Linked DNA regions of Callithrix jacchus: region 1 is linked to region 2. A link is a contact called in public Hi-C data. All regions are on one chromosome and are shown on one strand. Each heading gives the region's core, a stretch centred on a gene start, on an enhancer-like site or on the middle of the called end of the contact. The rest is flanking DNA. Distances are from core to core; before and after follow the strand shown.

The links. A called contact is a pair of places that touch in the nucleus more often than the background predicts.
Region 1: a Hi-C map of skeletal muscle shows a contact between it and region 2, with 2.8 times the contacts expected there. The contact joins the promoter of PPA1 here to the enhancer-like site in region 2. A contact is called at or near these places in 2 of 3 Hi-C or Micro-C datasets (both in skeletal muscle).

What each region holds. Positions count from the first base shown.
Region 1 is chr12:59,860,661-59,863,360 of calJac240_pri, forward strand. It overlaps PPA1 (inorganic pyrophosphatase 1), which reads left to right and starts at 1,291. Exons shown (of 11, transcript XM_035268102.2): 1 at 1,291-1,421. The coding sequence starts at 1,358.
Region 2 is chr12:59,742,185-59,744,884 of calJac240_pri, forward strand. The region is part of intron 1 of LRRC20 (leucine rich repeat containing 20); the gene reads left to right. Among named protein-coding and RNA genes, the nearest start is that of LRRC20, 16 kb to the left of the region's middle. Within about 2 kb of position 1,332, at least 2 of the 16 cell types and tissues checked have an H3K27ac peak or open chromatin away from gene starts, as enhancers often do. A contact at or near this core is called in skeletal muscle, where this site is marked.

The DNA.
Region 1 (2,700 bases), core at 41-2,540, 120 kb after region 2:
AGTGTGGCTATAATGTTCAAAAAATCAGTGAATCACAGCCTTCTGAAAATGAATGGGTATCAGTGGGGTTTGGGAGTTGGACGGAGACAAAGGGAGGGAAACCATAACTAACTGGAGATCTTACTACATTTTCATTTAATATTTATTTTTTACAATAGACATTATTTTGAAAAAGTTTAATTCAAAATGTCATTAAGGCACATTATCTTTAATGGTCTGGAAAAACAGTTATTTAAAAAAATCCTGGCCATCAATTTTTTAAAAAAATAAAACTAGGCATTCTTTGAAATGTGAATAATAATTTCCTAATTTATATTGAGGATTTTGGATATACTTTTTTTTTTAAAAAAACATGCATGCCTGGGAAGGTAAGTGATGCAAATATTTGCCCACTGCCTTAATCAGACTTTAGTTTTTAGGGTCTGGCCTGACATGATGGAACATAAACAGGAAAACAAGCTCAGAGGAGCCTATCCCTGAAAGCAATCCCTTACGGGACTCTAGCTCACGCCTGGCCCTTCCCAGTGCTTCCATCTGAAGCCCCTGGGGACCCAGGTGGGTTAAGAAAGGTGGGGGAGGGGGGATCGTAAATCCTCCCCCACTGGGAAGGGTGACAGTAACAACTTCCCGAGTGTTTACAAGAGCCAGGCTCAGATCCAAGCCCTTGACGTGTATTAACTCGGGTAATCATCCCAACAATTCATGAAATAGTTACTATTATTATCTTCATTTACCAGATAAGCAACGGAGTCAGAGTGGTTATAGAAAGCGGACGAGCGGGTACCTTATTGGTAGCCACTAGGGGTGTCAGTAACATGTCTCAACTTTGTTAAAACGGATCAGAAAAATGCACACCTTTAAGACCGCAAGCGGGGACTGTCTAGGGAAGAGGTGACTTAGCAATGATCTTTTAGATAAGGAATAAATCTGCGAGGAGGCGTGTGTAAGAATCAAAAGTGAGTTCCCTGTGTGCATGGTAGGCAGTCAACTCCTAGCTGGTCCAAGCTGAGAGCTTGAGCATTTGCCTTCCAGGGTGAAAGTCCAAAGCCGAAGGAACAGAGAGGGCCAATTCCGGCGACAGCCACTTGGCCCAGTCTATGAGCCAGGGTGGCCGTCGCGGAGGCGGAGCCCGAGGGGCGGGGCTGGGGAGTGCTGACGCCCGGGCCGGGCGGAGTGCGCCTGCGCACGGGGTGGGGCGGGTGGGGGTGGGAACGCGAGCGGAGCCGTATTAACGAAGCTCCCCGCCCCTCCCGCCAGTCCAGTAATCTCAGTGCGCAGGCGCGGAGCTCTCTTCTTAGTCGGCGCCGCGTGCGGGCTGGTGGCTCTGTGGCAGCTGCAGCTACTGGACTCCGGCACCATGAGCGGCTTCAGCACCGAGGAGCGCGCCGCGCCCTTCTCCCTGGAGTACCGAGTCTTCCTCAGTGAGTGTCTGCAGCTAGCGGACCCCCCCTCCCGTCCGCCCATTCATTCCCGGGCCTTCCCTCCCTGGGAGGGTGCGGCCCGCGCACGGCCCCAAGTCTCCGACGCGGGCCCAGCTCCTCCGACGCTTCTTCGGGCCTGGCCGGCCTCGCATTGCCCACTTGCCGCCGACGGGGATCGCCTCCGGCCATCCCTTCCAGCTGAACGGAAATGGTCCCTTTCTCACGCTTCGGGGTACCCAAACCAGGGCCCAGCTAGTTTTGCAGGTGTCCGGCTCGGGCGGGGTCTGAAGAGAAAAGGAAATCACCGACCCACCCTAGAAAGGTGCCTGGAGGTAACATAATCTCCGTAAGAGGATTGCTCAGTTTGGAGGAACGGCGACTCAGGGTGGCAGTGACTTCCTAAAGACCTTAATTCTGCCGCCGTAGCTCAGATTATCGGCGCTGAGCGGAGCCAAGTCCACCCCGTCGTTTTACAGACGGGGAAACCGAGGCCCGGATCAGGAGCCGTCTGTGAAGGCGCTGGAACGGCCCTCTGGCCCCCACTAACGCTCCTGCCTCTCCGCCGCCTGTTTTCTCTTAGAGCTGATGCTGGGAATGCTCCTTATGAAACAGAAAGCTGTTCCCAGCAAATCAAACAGATGACGTCAATCTGGAAGCATGACTGAGAAAGTGCCAAGTTTTTACCTTGTGCAGGATTCGGCGTCTAAGGGGGTACCTACCCCAGGTCCTGCACCTAAGGCTGCACGTGGAAGCCGGGAGGCTCCAGCCTGGCGTCCTCCACGCTCCTTATCGCAGCCACCTTTTTTTTTTTTAACCTTGTAGGTGGAGGAAAGCTACGTGGGGATTTTCTTTATCCTATTACTCCCTCCACCCTCAGCTACTAGGAGTAGATGATGGGAGATAACCAGGCGGTGGTGAATGTATCAGCAAAGTCGCTTCTGTTTTAATCTTTACAGTTTTGTTTGGAAGGAAATGGGCAGATGCCTCAAACTCTGAGTTGGTGAAGTGGGGAGTAGAGGGAATAGGCATTGAAGGAACAAAGCTCCTAGCAAAAAGAGCCTGGTGTGTGTGGGAGGAAAAGGAAAGTGAACCTTAAAGCTCACACATCTAGCTGAAGGTTAAAATATCAGATACAATCCAGGAAGGTGAGAACTACCCCCACTCTCCATTTTATTTAATTTTGCAATGAAGCAGCAAGGGCAGTGCAGTAACTTTTGACTAATAATTCATGGAGCTGTTTTTCTGGAAATCGTGTTGACTCCAGAATTTCTCTGTAGGA
Region 2 (2,700 bases), core at 82-2,581:
TTTCATGTGCTTGTTGGCCATCCATTCATCTTTGATGAAATCTCTATTCACATCTTTTGCCCATTAAAAAAATTGGGTTTTCTTTCTTTTTAGTTTTGTTTTTAGAGGTGGAGTCTTGGTATGTTGCCCAGGCTGGAGTGCAGTGGCTGTTCACAGGTGCAATCATTGCACACTGCAGCTTGGAACTCCTGGGCTCAAGAGATCCTGTTTCATCTTCCAGAATAGCTGGAACTATAGGTGCGTGCCACCTGCCTGGCTCACATTTTTAATTTTGATGAAATTTAATTTATCATTTTTTCTTTTACAGAGGGTACTTTTGGTACTGTGTGTGAGAAGTCTTTGGCTAACCCAAGGTCACAAAGATTTTCTTCTCTCAGGATCATTTGAGTATTGGTTAAGCATGCAAATTCATGGACCCTACTCTAGAGCTTTAAACGTTGAATGTTACCAGTAGGCCTGGGGATCTGCATTTTAGCATGAACTGTGTCTGATTCTTTTCTGCCTTGTATTTTGAGTCACTAGCTTACTGGTTACAATTTAGAGCTTCCTGTCCTGGTGGCTGCTGTGGGATGGGGTAGGGGCATTGCCTGCCTGGGCTCTGGATGTGCATGTGGGAGATGATGAATGAATACAGACATGGATGTGAGGGGCTCCTGCAGAGGGACCTGAGCAGCTAGGCTGGGAGCTGTGGAATCTAATGGAGACCAAGGCTAGTGGGAGGGGTGTGTCTGCCTTTCCTCCCCCCAGGCCCACCTGCGCTTTGGCGGAGCGCTTGCCTCCTTCTGTACTGGCCGGCAGGTGGCGCCCGGTCACAGGCCAAGCCGAGCACCAGAAGCTGAGCCTGGGCACCTGGCCAGGCTGTTGCTGGGTGTGGGCTCCAGGGTCCTGACCAGGGCTCCACTCCCTTCCTGTGTTTACATTTCTGTCCACCCCTGCGGGGACCTGATGTTGCAGCCCCTTTCTAGAATAAGAGTACTCAGGAAGCACTTAATAGATACTCACTGAATCAGAACCTTGTCCTTTGTTTGATTCAGAAACTGCCACTGGATACTTTTTCAAAAAGTATATGTTGAACAGCTGCTGTATATGCCCTGCCTGTAGGGCAATGCATGTGCCCAGGAGTGCCCAGTCTGGAAGGGAGGCAGGCATCTCTCTAGCACAGTCTTATCCTGAGAGGAGGCAGCCAGGGACTGGAGTGGCAGCAGCTTTTCTGGCCTGGTGGGGGTGGTGGTCTTGGCCCTCACCGGGGCTTGTTGACCTGTAGTTCCTGGCCCAGAGCTGAGGCTGGCACCTAGTAGGGGTGAGGGGAATGTGTTTTGCTGTGATGTCTCCTGGCCTGGCGAGTCCTGAGGGTCAGCCTGGCACAGTCCAGCTCTAAGAGCAGGGAGGAGGGATTGGGCTCTCACACAGCAGCCCCCAGACGGCCGAGGCCGCCTGGTTGTGTTTGCCACAAGGGCTGAGCCTCAGGTCTGCCATCCTTGGCTCCCTGCCTCTCGGGGGAAGCAAGTGGGAATCTGTCAGGCAGGGGAGGGGGCTGGAGGTCCCCAATGCAGGGTCTGTGCTGCTCTCCCAAGGGGACTGAGTTCCCCTGTAAGGAGACAGACTTTTCTCAACTCTGCCTCCTCCGTGGTGTGCTGTGGAGTGGGGTGACTTGGAGCCTTCTGCCTAGCATGCCACTGCTAGATGTGCACTCTGGATTGGGGGTCCTGGGAGGCAGAGAATGACCCTTCTCTGTCTCCTCTCCTGTGCCCCCTGGGGAAGGGGAGGGCTTTTTTCCCTTGAGGGCTCTGCACCTATTTGAAAGGAAGGCTTTGTGTCCCCAGGCGGGCACTTCTCCACCTTGACACTTCTGCGTTTTGAGCGGGGTGCTTCTTTGTGGTGGGGGCTGTCCTGTTCTTTGTCAGATGTTTAGCAACATCCTCGTCTCTACGCACTTGAGGCTAGCTGTCTTAGTCCATTCAGGGCTCTATAGCAAAATGGAAACAGCAGAGATTTATTTCTAACAATTCTGGAGGCTGGGAAGTCCAAGGTCAAGGCAATGGCAGGCTCAGTGGTGAGGGTCTGCTACCTGGTTCATTAATGAACGTCTGTTAATGGCACCTGTTAATGGCAGAGTATCACCCTTTAGGGTGATGTTCTCAAGAACAAGTCAAGCTCCACCCTTTCCTTACTTACTGTGTGGCTTTCAGCAAGTTCTTAACTTCTCTGGGCCTTTGTTTCCTTATCCACAAAAAGGGACTGATTGCTGCTTTCTTAGCTGGAAGACCTCAGGGCCTGCCCAGGGCTCTTGGCCACATGGCCTCCTCCACTGGGACCAGCTGTGGTCCCTTTAGAGCCATTGGTGTCCACACTATTAGCATCATCCTGGCTGCTGTTTTTATTCCCTTTTGTATGAATATGTTTGTGTGAGTCATCAGTTAAATTAAAATAATTTAATATCCCAAACTGTTGACTGTGTGTGTCACTTGATTGTGTTCTGTGCGGGGTTTGCTTTTGATTTTAATTGAATATGGGCTTCTTTTCTTCTTACTGGCTTGCCAGGAAGGAGATTTCTTTTTTTTTTTTGGAGAGTCCCAGAGCCCATGATAGCACATGCAGTTGTTGCCTTGTCTTTAGACAAGGGGTCATTAGAATAAACGCAGTTCGGGGTCCTTTCTCTCCTCCAGGATGACAGAGCCGAAGCACATCTTTGCCACACAT